Regions from separate parts of the Sus scrofa genome. Here all the other regions are linked to region 3. The links are chromatin contacts, called in public Hi-C and HiChIP or PLAC-seq maps. All regions are on one chromosome and are shown on one strand. The core of a region is the stretch at or near the end of the contact, and the rest is flanking DNA. Distances in the headings are between cores, read along the strand shown. Region 1 overlaps EMILIN2 (EMILIN-2). Region 2 overlaps LPIN2 (lipin 2). Region 3 overlaps MYOM1 (myomesin-1).

Evidence for each region. Hi-C and Micro-C count contacts between places; a contact is called where the count stands out from the background. HiChIP or PLAC-seq counts read pairs in DNA pulled down with a chosen protein or histone mark.
Region 1: a contact with region 3 is called in an H3K27ac HiChIP or PLAC-seq map of alveolar macrophages. The contact joins two enhancer-like sites. A contact is called at or near these places in 1 of 47 Hi-C or Micro-C datasets (undifferentiated spermatogonia) and 1 of 2 datasets of contacts at active chromatin or transcription factors (alveolar macrophages).
Region 2: a contact with region 3 is called in a Hi-C map of alveolar macrophages, with 2.8 times the contacts expected there. The contact joins two enhancer-like sites. A contact is called at or near these places in 2 of 5 promoter capture datasets (fetal liver and liver), 17 of 47 Hi-C or Micro-C datasets (alveolar macrophages, blood, embryonic fibroblasts and 7 more) and 2 of 2 datasets of contacts at active chromatin or transcription factors (alveolar macrophages and skeletal muscle).

Annotation. Positions count from the first base shown.
Region 1 is chr6:103,733,878-103,737,207 of Sscrofa11.1, forward strand. It overlaps EMILIN2 (EMILIN-2), which reads right to left. Exons shown (of 8, transcript XM_021096135.1): 5 at 1,283-1,660; 6 at 196-228. Among named protein-coding and RNA genes, the nearest start is that of LPIN2, 48 kb to the left of the region's middle. Within about 2 kb of position 1,449, at least 44 of the 83 cell types and tissues checked have an H3K27ac peak or open chromatin away from gene starts, as enhancers often do. A contact at or near this core is called in alveolar macrophages, where this site is marked.
Region 2 is chr6:103,712,164-103,715,543 of Sscrofa11.1, forward strand. LPIN2 (lipin 2) reads left to right here. Exons shown (of 19, transcript NM_001141987.1): 8 at 3,127-3,314. Among named protein-coding and RNA genes, the nearest start is that of LPIN2, 26 kb to the left of the region's middle. Within about 2 kb of position 1,663, at least 14 of the 83 cell types and tissues checked have an H3K27ac peak or open chromatin away from gene starts, as enhancers often do. A contact at or near this core is called in alveolar macrophages, where this site is marked.
Region 3 is chr6:103,531,954-103,535,409 of Sscrofa11.1, forward strand. It overlaps MYOM1 (myomesin-1), which reads left to right. Exons shown (of 37, transcript XM_005665300.3): 17 at 764-885. Among named protein-coding and RNA genes, the nearest start is that of MYOM1, 82 kb to the left of the region's middle. Within about 2 kb of position 1,763, at least 5 of the 83 cell types and tissues checked have an H3K27ac peak or open chromatin away from gene starts, as enhancers often do. A contact at or near this core is called in alveolar macrophages, where this site is marked.

The DNA.
Region 1 (3,330 bases), core at 199-2,698, 200 kb after region 3:
CAGTCTGCAGAGGCCCTGTCCTGCAGCTGGCATCGGGCTCCACCTGTGCTGATGGCCCTGACTAGGGTCCTGGGGGTCCTGGTTCTGGGGGTCCGGAGGTAGCAGGACTGCAGGGGAGGGAGTTGGGCTGCCAAGGACAACTGGCCTCAGCCTCTTGTCCCCCTCCACCCCGCCCCGGTCTCCTGGCTGACATACCTGGGGAGGCTACAGGTGGTGACTTGGGGTACCCTGAAAAACAAAATGCAGATGCAATGTCAAAACCCTGAAGAGCACCTCATTTTTCTGAGCCCCTCCTTGTCTCCCTGTTCCTTACACGGTTTAAGGAAACATTCAGAGCACCCTCTCCAAGCCGCCTTCGCAGAAACAGAGGCAGCGTGCTTCTCCCTGCGCAGGGACACAAGCCAGGGAGAAGGCTACAGACAGACACGTGTCGCCTCCCACGCTTGCCCTCCAGGAGCATTGGCTGTTCACTGGCTCTGCCCCCAGCTAGACTGGATGCAATGGATGGAAGGACAGATGTAGAAATTAACAAATATAAGCATCCATGATACATGGAACTGAGAGAAGGAAAACTCATCCTAGAAAAGGCAACACACCTGCCTGAGTCAGAGTTGTGATCAGTGACGCTTGGGGTGGCAGCCCCGGTGCTTCAATCAGGCGGGCTGGCCCTGCCATGGCAGGGTGCCTCCACCTGGCAGCTTGGTTTAACTCAGGCAATTGGTTTGTACCATCCTGTGACAGCTACCCCACACGGCACCACTTGTTTACATGTCATAGCCCAGAGCCTCAGTTTCCTCATCTATCCGTAGAATGTCACCTTCACAGTGCTGTCATAGCTCAGGCCCTGGCACACAGTGGGTGTCCCCTAAATGCTCCTCCCTTTTCCTTCTCACTCTTGCCTTTACCTCTCCACCAGGTGCTGACATGCACAGCTCACACAGAGCACCTCCTAGCCAAGCACTGAACCAGCCAAGCACTGAACATTAACGCTGAGCCTTGTCCTGACAGAGGTGGGATTGGAGCGCAAGCTTCCAGCCTACCCACTCGTGTGCTTGTCTCTGCTACCCTGAAACCTCCTGGTAGCTCCCTGCTGGGAAGATGAACCAGCTACCTGTGTGGGTCCAGGTACCACAACCCCCGGGGGCAAATCCATTTAAAGTATAAGGTGTTACTGCAGGGTCCTGCCACACCTGCAGACAGCTGTTTTGGACTTCGTGCCCTGAAGGCTGGACCTGTGACCACAGAGACCCCGCAGCAGCTCCCAGGGCCCAGGCAGCCTTACCTGGAGCTCCGGCATAGCCTTCAGCGCTGGGGACGAGCCCGGGCTGGGTGTGGCCGTCGGCGCCCTGGGGCAGCCCCCTCCCCGACACGCCCACCCTGCCCGGAGGCCCGGCCTCCCCGGTCTCCGTGATGACTCCGGTGGAGCCGGGCAGGAAGGGCAGCCCCATCCAGCCGGGCCACGCCCTCGAGGGCGGCGGCTGGGTGGGTCTCCGGGGCAGGACCGGCCGCTGGCCCGTGTGCGGCCTTCCTGGGTCCTCGCGAGGCGGCGGCGGGCTGGGCTGCGGTGGTGGCAGTGCTGGAGAAGGGTCGCTAGGTGCCGCTGGGGGCGGGGTCCCTCGGGGCGGAGGAGGGGGCGCTTCCGAGGACTCCTCCGCTGAGCCTTCGCAAAGTAGAAAGAAATACACAGGGTTAAAAAAGGCAGGCTCCGCAGCTCAGCCTCCGGCCCCTCTGAGAGGCTCCCCGAAAGGTGTGCGCTGGGAGGGCTGCCCCGAGGCATCCACGAAGTCACTGGCTGGTGCCAGCAGTGAGCACAGGCGCAGCCACCACAGCGTGTGGACGGCCCACCTCGGGCTTTCAGCCTCTCTCCGTGATGGTCACAGGCTCCAGGCAGGACCACGCTTGGCTTCAGCAACCAAACACCCCGATTTGTCTAGATGACAGTCCCCTAGATGGGATCTGCCTGTTGCCACCTATGACCTTACATTCTCCCAAACAAGCTGGTCTCAACGGTCACTGTGGAGGCTTCACAGGCCGAGGGCCTGCCTTGGGCAGACACTAGGTGACCCAGGCAGACATGAAGGTGTGGCTGCCTCTGCAGCAGATGGCCCCGTGGTCACCCCAACGCCTTGGGCCTCTCACCACAGCCTCAGGATGACCAATTGCTGGAGTTTCTGCTGAAGGAAACTCCTGAGTCACATTTCCCTGCCCTCTCAGGATGGCGCTGTGACACAGCCAGGAAGCTGCCACCCTTTCCTCTGAATACTTTCCTGGAACCAGTCTTCCAGGAAGCCCTTCCTGGAGGCCTGCAAGACATCTGAAAATAAGCAGGACTGGCCATGATCCCACCCGCACAAGCCAAACCCCACCCACCTCCTCAAGCTGCGTGGTGCCTGCAGTGGCCCAGGCTCCAACGCTACCAAATTATAACCAAGCTGCCAATCAAATGCCTGTTGGCTCACTGTCTAGCTTTGTTTAAAAACTCGCCAAGGTAATTATGGCACATCAGACACATGTTCCTCTTCCACCCACAGAGCTAGGCTGCCAGCCACCTCTACCCACAAAGGAAGGCTATTTCCCAAACAGCCTTTCCTGACCAGTACTCCAGGAGAGAATTAAGCCTGAAAGAAAGTGATCTGAATGAAGTGGTCCCTTTTTCAATTCTCCCAGGGATGGTACAGAGCTATTACTATTTCAGATGCACCGAAGATCAGTTAACTCACACCACACAATAGAAAGGCATTAGGTCTTCACTGTCTTCAGGACTCTGATGGGAAGGGCTGGGTTAGACACAGAAACTGAGGCGGAGGAATTCCAGACATGGGGACACCACCAGCTACAGTGAAGGACACGAATGAGAAAGGAAACCAATCAATAAAAAGGAACTTTGAAGAAAGAGATCATGCAAGACAATAAATGTGTAATAGCCTCAAAGAAACAGAAGACACTGCATCCAGGTGCAAGAAGAAATTGGCATTTTTAAAAACGGCCTAACCAGAGAATAAAGATGAGACTTTGCTGATTAAAAATATGCTTGCCTGGAGTTCCCCAGTGGCTCAGTGGGCCCTAAAAAAAAAAAAAAAAAAGCTATGAACGCTTACAGCAAGTCCAGAGAGTAAGCAGCCCAGGATTGGGTCAGGAAGAGAGATCTCCAGGAGGGTGCCACTAATTTTAAAAAATGGAACAAACAAATGACCTGATACTTGTTAAGCTACTGAGAGGGTACTGGAGGGTGGAAGAATACAAAACAGATACACAAGATCCAGCAAATACTAATGCACCACTACTAATTCAGAGAAAAGCAAACCAAAAATAGCTAAATACAAACCAATA
Region 2 (3,380 bases), core at 413-2,912, 180 kb after region 3:
CATGGAGTAACGCTAAAATCCCAGAAGTGATAGACTTGTACTGTTTTCCTTAGGTCATTTCCATTCTCAGGGAAATTCCATTATAATACAAAAAACAATTCACTTCTCCATGAGAAGTATGGCTTGAACATACTGAGCCATAGGCACGCATACTTAGACACTTTTAAGTAAATTATTGAAAAGTATATTTTAAGTTTTTATTTAAAATAGAAAGGTGGAATTGATATGAAGATACTTAATGTTTTTACCAGTATTTTTGAAATTTTTAAAACTCCTTCCTAGGTTTCTGCTCTATATTTGTCTCCAGATAGATACACTTCATTTAAAGTAATAGTTGAGGGTTGGTTTGTTTTTTTGATTTTTGTCTTTTTATGGCTGTACCTATAGCACATGGAAGTTCCCAGGCTAGGGGTCAAATCGGAGCTACAGCTGCCTGCCTACGCCACAGCCACAGCAATGCCAGATCCGAGCTGCATCTGCAACCCACACTGCAGCTTGTGTCAACGCCAGATCCTTAACCCACTGAGCGAGGTGAGGGATCAAACCTGCATCCTCATGAATACTAGTCAGGTTCGTTACCACTGAGCCATAACAGAAACTCCAGTAGTTGGATTTTTAAGGCGAAAGAAATGAAACTAGTCTCTTTTATCCCCAATAAGAAAGTTAAAAATGTAAGCTCTCTTAAAAGTATCACTTTGAGATTTCCCAGTCCTTAATCATTTTTATACACTGGGATTCCTAAGACAAATTTCCTAGTTTCCTTTTTAAAAAATGGGGAGCGTGACATAACTAAGTGCTGTGGGACCTCTGTGTGCTGTTATAACGTGATTGGAACCATTGCCATTCACCAGGCAGGCTTCTTAGCTCATGAACTGTTTGTTTCTTGAGACAGTCATTAGTATTTAGAGACAGACTGTTGAAGTGCTCATAAGCATTTGTTTTATTGTGTTCATTGCCAATTTGACGAAATACCCTGTATCTGTAATTATCACTAAGCTTGCCCCTAAGTCACATCCCTCATGGGTTTGGTGACCTACTTCGTCCTCCATGTACTCACCATTGGCTCCAGTAACACCAGCTGATCTAACTGATAAACCCAAGACCTCGGGGCTAGACCACAGTAGGCTGGACCACATGTTCTAGTGATGACGATCCAGAGCTGGTATTGGTGGGAGGCCTTGGATACAGGGGTTCAGGATCACAAGCTGCTTCCATCTTGAGGCTCCCCGTCCCCTTAGGGCCCGGACGGGAAAAGCAGGGGATCACAAGGGCAGCTTCAGGGGCCAGCCTTAGGAAGGACTCAGCACAAGCCTTCTGTCTACGTGGACAGCTCCATCATCTGATCACGTGGCCATACCTGACTACAGGGGGACCTCGCTATCTCCCCAGGAAAATGAGGACATGGATATTTGTCTTACATCCAGGGGTGGGCCTTGCCCCTGGACCCCACCAGAGAAGGCAGGTTTTGCTGTTTTATGTGGTTTTGGCTTTTTCACCATTTCCAGTAAGGAGTCCATTTGGTTGATCCGATTAATCTCAGTATTGTGCTATGGGTGTGTATTGCTCCTAAGAGAATTTCCAAAACCCCAGATCCTTTCTTAAAAGTTAGCTAAAATGCAAAACATAATAGAGTTTGAAACTGCTTTCTGTGACATGTCTGTACTCTGCTGCCACCTACTGCTCAAATTAGTTTTCTCTGAAGATCACATGACTTCACTGGATGGCCTACCGTAATATGCTGGCTTTTTTAATAAAAGAATAGAATTTGGGGAGTTCCCGTTGTGGCTCAGTGGGTTAAGAACCCAAGTAGTATCCATGAGGATATGGGTTCAATCCCTGGCCTCGCTTAGTGGGTTAAATATCCGGTGTTGCCATGAGCTGAGGAGTAGGTCTCAGATGTTGCTCAGATCCCACATTGCTGTGGCTGAGGTATAGGCCAGCAGCTACAACTCTGATTTGACCCCTAGCCCAGGAACTTGCATATGCTGCAGGTGCGGCCCCAAAAAGAAAAAAAAAAAAATGAATTTGAAAGTTCTAGAACAGTATTTCAATGCAACATTAAATATCCATTCAAAAGGTATAGAGCAGTGAGCGTTCATGGCTAAAAGACTTAAGTTTCCATTTCCTTATTCTTTTTCTCTCAGATTTATGGTCCATTACAGAAAGGTTTTTTTAATTAATTTATTTATTTACTTTGGTCTTGGCCCCAGCCACGGCATATGGAGATTCCCAGGCTAGGGGTCCAATTGGAGCCACAGCTGCTGGCCTACGCCACAGCCACAGCAACGCCAGATCTGAGCCATGTCTGCGACCTACACCACAGCTCACAGCAACGCTGGATCCGTAACCCACCAAGTGAGGCCAGGGATCAAACCCACAACCTCAAGGTTCCTAGTCAGATTCATTTCCGCTGTGCCACGACGGGAACTCCCAGAAACGTTTGTTTTTAGGATCAGCTTCTAAAACCTGGCTTCTATGCCTCATCTAGAAAAGTGGAAATACTGAATAACCTCAACTTAGTTCTGCCCCTCACTAATATAAGGGCAGTTTATTCTACTTTTTTGTACACTTCTTTTTTGAGCTTTATCTAGCCTCCTGAGAATTTTCACTTGGTTTATTTCTTTGTTCTATTTTGCAGTCGGATGAATTCAGAAAAGCCTTGTTTTAAAAATGATACAACTTTGGACTAAAGTAATTTTCTACAGGATGTGTATATAGTACCACATGGTCTTTTCTGGGAAGTTAGGATCAAAAGGTTTCTGAACATCATGTTTTTCTTAATTACTCTGTCATTTTCATCATGGAAATACAAATAAGTGCTTATAATTCTTTTGCCCCCTTTAATTTAAATAAGAAAGGCTATCATTGAAAAGTTTGCATTATTGTGAATGAGGGTGGTGATTTTTTTTGTGCCGTATTTACTGTATTCAGTTAATTCCTCAATAATGGCATTAGGCCATTTTTAATGTCATTCGTGACGTGATTCTCAGCACCACCTAAGTGAATCCATGTCCCAGGGCAGGTCGGCCTGCCCCTTTTTCAAGCTAGTTCAGGCTCCCCAAGGGCTGTGCAGTTAGGAAGCCTGGCCGCAAGGAGCCATATTAAGGTGAGTCCTTTCTCCCGCAGTGAGTCGGAGCCTGGCTCCCGGCAGTGGCCCGAGTCTGACACCTTCTCCGGCTCCCAGTCCCCACAGTCGGTGGGCAGTGCAGCTGCTGATAGCGGCACCGAGTGCCTGTCGGATTCCGCCATGGACCTGCCCGACGTCACCCTCTCGCTCTGTGGGGGCCTCAGCGAGAACGGGGAGATTTCTAAAGGTACGCCCCCCTGCCTGTGGCCCTGGGGGTCCTTGCATGTAACAGGTGCCTCCCTTTGGTGGCAGG
Region 3 (3,456 bases), core at 513-3,012:
GATTAGAATGTTACCGTGATTCATGAAACAGGTTTTTTTATAGCCATGGTAGCTTTAAAAAGTGAGGTTGCTTGTGTGTGAAATTGCCCATGGAGTCACACCTCATTATTGGAAATTTACGTGTAGATGACAATTCTGGAATCCATTTTTCACCTTAATTTCAGATTCTAGAGTAATTTCTCAAGTAATTTACCTTCCAGGACATTCAGGGAGGCAGTGAGTAGGCCTCTGTGACAAGGGGCAGAGCCAGTGGCTTACAATGTAAGTATATCCCTGAAATAGTCATTAACAATGTAACTAATACCACCTATTGTTTATTTAATGCCTCTTATATGCCAGGCCCTAGAATGGGTACCATACACACTTTATGGTCAATCTTCACACAAAAATTTCTATGTAGGCATTATTATGTAGGCATTATTTTGTGCATTATTACATTGTTATATTACATTGTTATGTAATTATTACATATTACATTATTATGTAGCATTATTACATTACTGTGTAGGCATTATTAGCCCCATTTTACTGATAAGAACACAGAAGCTCAAAAAGGATAGGGTGTTTATTCAGGGAAAACTAGGACTCGTCATTGTTTGACAGAGTGAGTCTGGAAAATTGTCTGAGCTGCCTTCTTGTCTAACATGTGAATGTTACCTGGATCTCTCTATATCTTTTTCTTCCTTTTAAAAAAACAACTCATTTTCATAAAGTCAGATCATTCTGTTAAGCTAACAATCATCCTTCCTAATTTTCCTTTCAGATTCACTTGTCATGGATTGACTACTGGTCAGAGTTATATTTTCCGGGTCAGAGCAGTTAATGCAGCTGGACTTAGTGAATATTCGCAGGATTCAGAAGCAATCGAAGTAAAAGCTGCTATTGGTAAGTTCTTCATGCATAACTTTGCAGGGGCGGGGGGGGGGGAATGAATGTTTCTGAGTGACAAAGGAAAATCCCATCCTCTCCAGAAACTGTGTAAAGCTTCTCATGCTGCTTGATGATTCCACCCTCAGGTGATCACTGTCTCTGACTCCAGGTGACCTCTAACCTTCATAGCTGTCATCTTACAGATCTTCATCACTTACCCAGACTCCATGCATCTGTAGCCTTTTCATCTCCACAAGTCCACATTTCCTCAGATATTGCCCACTGTGAAATTCCATTCTAACTTCGTCCTCATCCCGGGAATATGAAGGACCATCCAATTCCATGAGGTGGTACCTCCCCCATAACACCGATCATCTCATACCTAAAAGCCATTTCATCTGCAGCAGGCCTGGCTTGTCTTCAGTAACAGCACATTAACCTGCTTTTTATAAACGCTGCTAAAATTCATGCGAGACACGTGTGGTTGCTTAATCATATGTTTCATCCCTGCTGGCAAAGTAACCAACCCGTAATGTAAAGTAATGATGTGTATGCGCAGTGGTGTACCTCCCAATCTTAAGGTGGGGACGGGACCAGGTAGTTCTGAGCAATAAAAATGATATCTGTGATATAATAGCACATTTAAAGAGAAAATTATTTAATATTGTTTGTCTTTAGTTAGCATTCTATATTATTTTTTAACACGCCTTATAATGTATTCATATTATAAGGACATAGCATGTTTCTTTGAGGTTGGGAGGTACAGACCGTTAATATATCAGTAAGGTACATAACTCTAATTGTTATATAATCAAGATGTTTAATGTTTGCCTTCTGTGTACTTTATGGGTTTTCTCCCGGCCCATTCTGTTGAGTAATAGAGCTTCTATCTCTCAAGAAATGTCTGAGAAGTGCTTTTTCTTATATATACTGGAGTCCTGCAAATCGACATGTTTCCTGTTTTGTCTGTGGTTTTTTGTTCTCATTTCTTCTTTTTCCAAAATATGGAGAAGTTGAAATGTTCCCTTGGTGTAAGTTATGTGAAATGCATGCTTTCCATATTTCTTGTAAGTCCAAGTGCTTTCTATTCAACCAAGACTGTCTTTGTTCTATTTGTGGTCCTAATGTTTTTCTCTTTCGTTCTACTACATAAGAGCAACTTGTAGTGTGTCCAGGCTCAAAGTGTTTCTGTTGTTATCTGGCAATTGTAGGGGGCGCAGTGTCTCCAGCTGTGTGGCCTGAACTGAGTGATACACCTGGAGGACTAACAGACTTCAGGGGAGGCATGCATGACACCTCCCAGCCAACCTTTAAGAAAGATGCTTTGCTTGGTAGCAAACTTAACAAAGCTTCACTACCCAGTAGCTCTCACAACCTGGGCCAAACGGAAGTGAGGAAAGTAAGTGAAACAGTTCAGGAAGAGCTTTCCCCACCACCACAGAAGGCAGCTGTTAAGGGGAAAAGTAAGTCTGACCCTCTGAAAAAGAAGAAGGATCTAGGTGAGAGTCAAAACAGTAAAAGTGTTCCATCTGTTTCCATCAGCGTCCTCACCGCTCATTGTCGAGATCACATTCTTCCATCTGTGTTCACTTTCATCAGTGTTCGTTCTTAATTTTATGTGTTTTCAGTTATCCATTTGTGATACTTTTTTTCATGAGTTGTAAAAGTAATTTTATATGGGTTTGGCTTTCATATATCATTCGTGGTGTAAAGTATTCATAGAATAAAGTAATTTGGTTGTAGAGTCCTTTTTGGTTTGTCAGGCAGATGTACTTTTGGCCTAATTTTGCTGACAGTTAAGAGATGAGAGCAGGAGTTCCTGTTGTGGCGCAGTGGAAACACATCCAACTAGGAATCATGAGGTTGCGGGTTTGATCCCTGGCCCCTCTCAGTGGGTTAAGGATCTGGCATTGCCATGAGCTGTGGTGTAGGTTGCAGACGCAGCTCAGATCCTGTGTTGCTGTGGCTCTGGCGTAGGCCAGTGGCTACAGCTCTGATTGGACCCCTAGCCTGGGAACCTCCATATGCCGAGGGAGCAGCCCTAGAAAAGGCAAAAAGACAAAAAGACAAAAAAAAAAAAAAAAAAAAAAAAAAGGCTATCAGGAAGGCTAATTATCTAATCAGAATTAGACTAGAAAGACCAACTTTCAGTAATCAGGATTTTCTGATTAGGGTATTTGGTACTTGTGGCTTAATATATTCTTAGAGATAATGTTTTTTTCTTACTGAATAAAAATGAAATGATAAGCATATACTGACATAACATACCTCTCACCCACCCCCTACATCTGCCCACTCCTAATTTCTGTAACTTCGTCTATTTTGACACCTTTGTTTACCTCTTCAACTCAAGATGAGCTGTGGCATTTATTTGAGAGTTCATATTTAACATTACTCTGAAAGAGAGAGCTTTTTTTAAATGTAAAGAATGAATGAGGTTGGTGATAGAAGAGAGAAAAGTGTATTTTACTTTTAAAAATCTTTACTATTCTGAGAATCTTTTTGAATAAGATAGTTTCTTTATCTCTGATAACCCCAAAGAAATATTCAGAAAATTCTTTTTAATGTTACTGCATATCTAGTGAA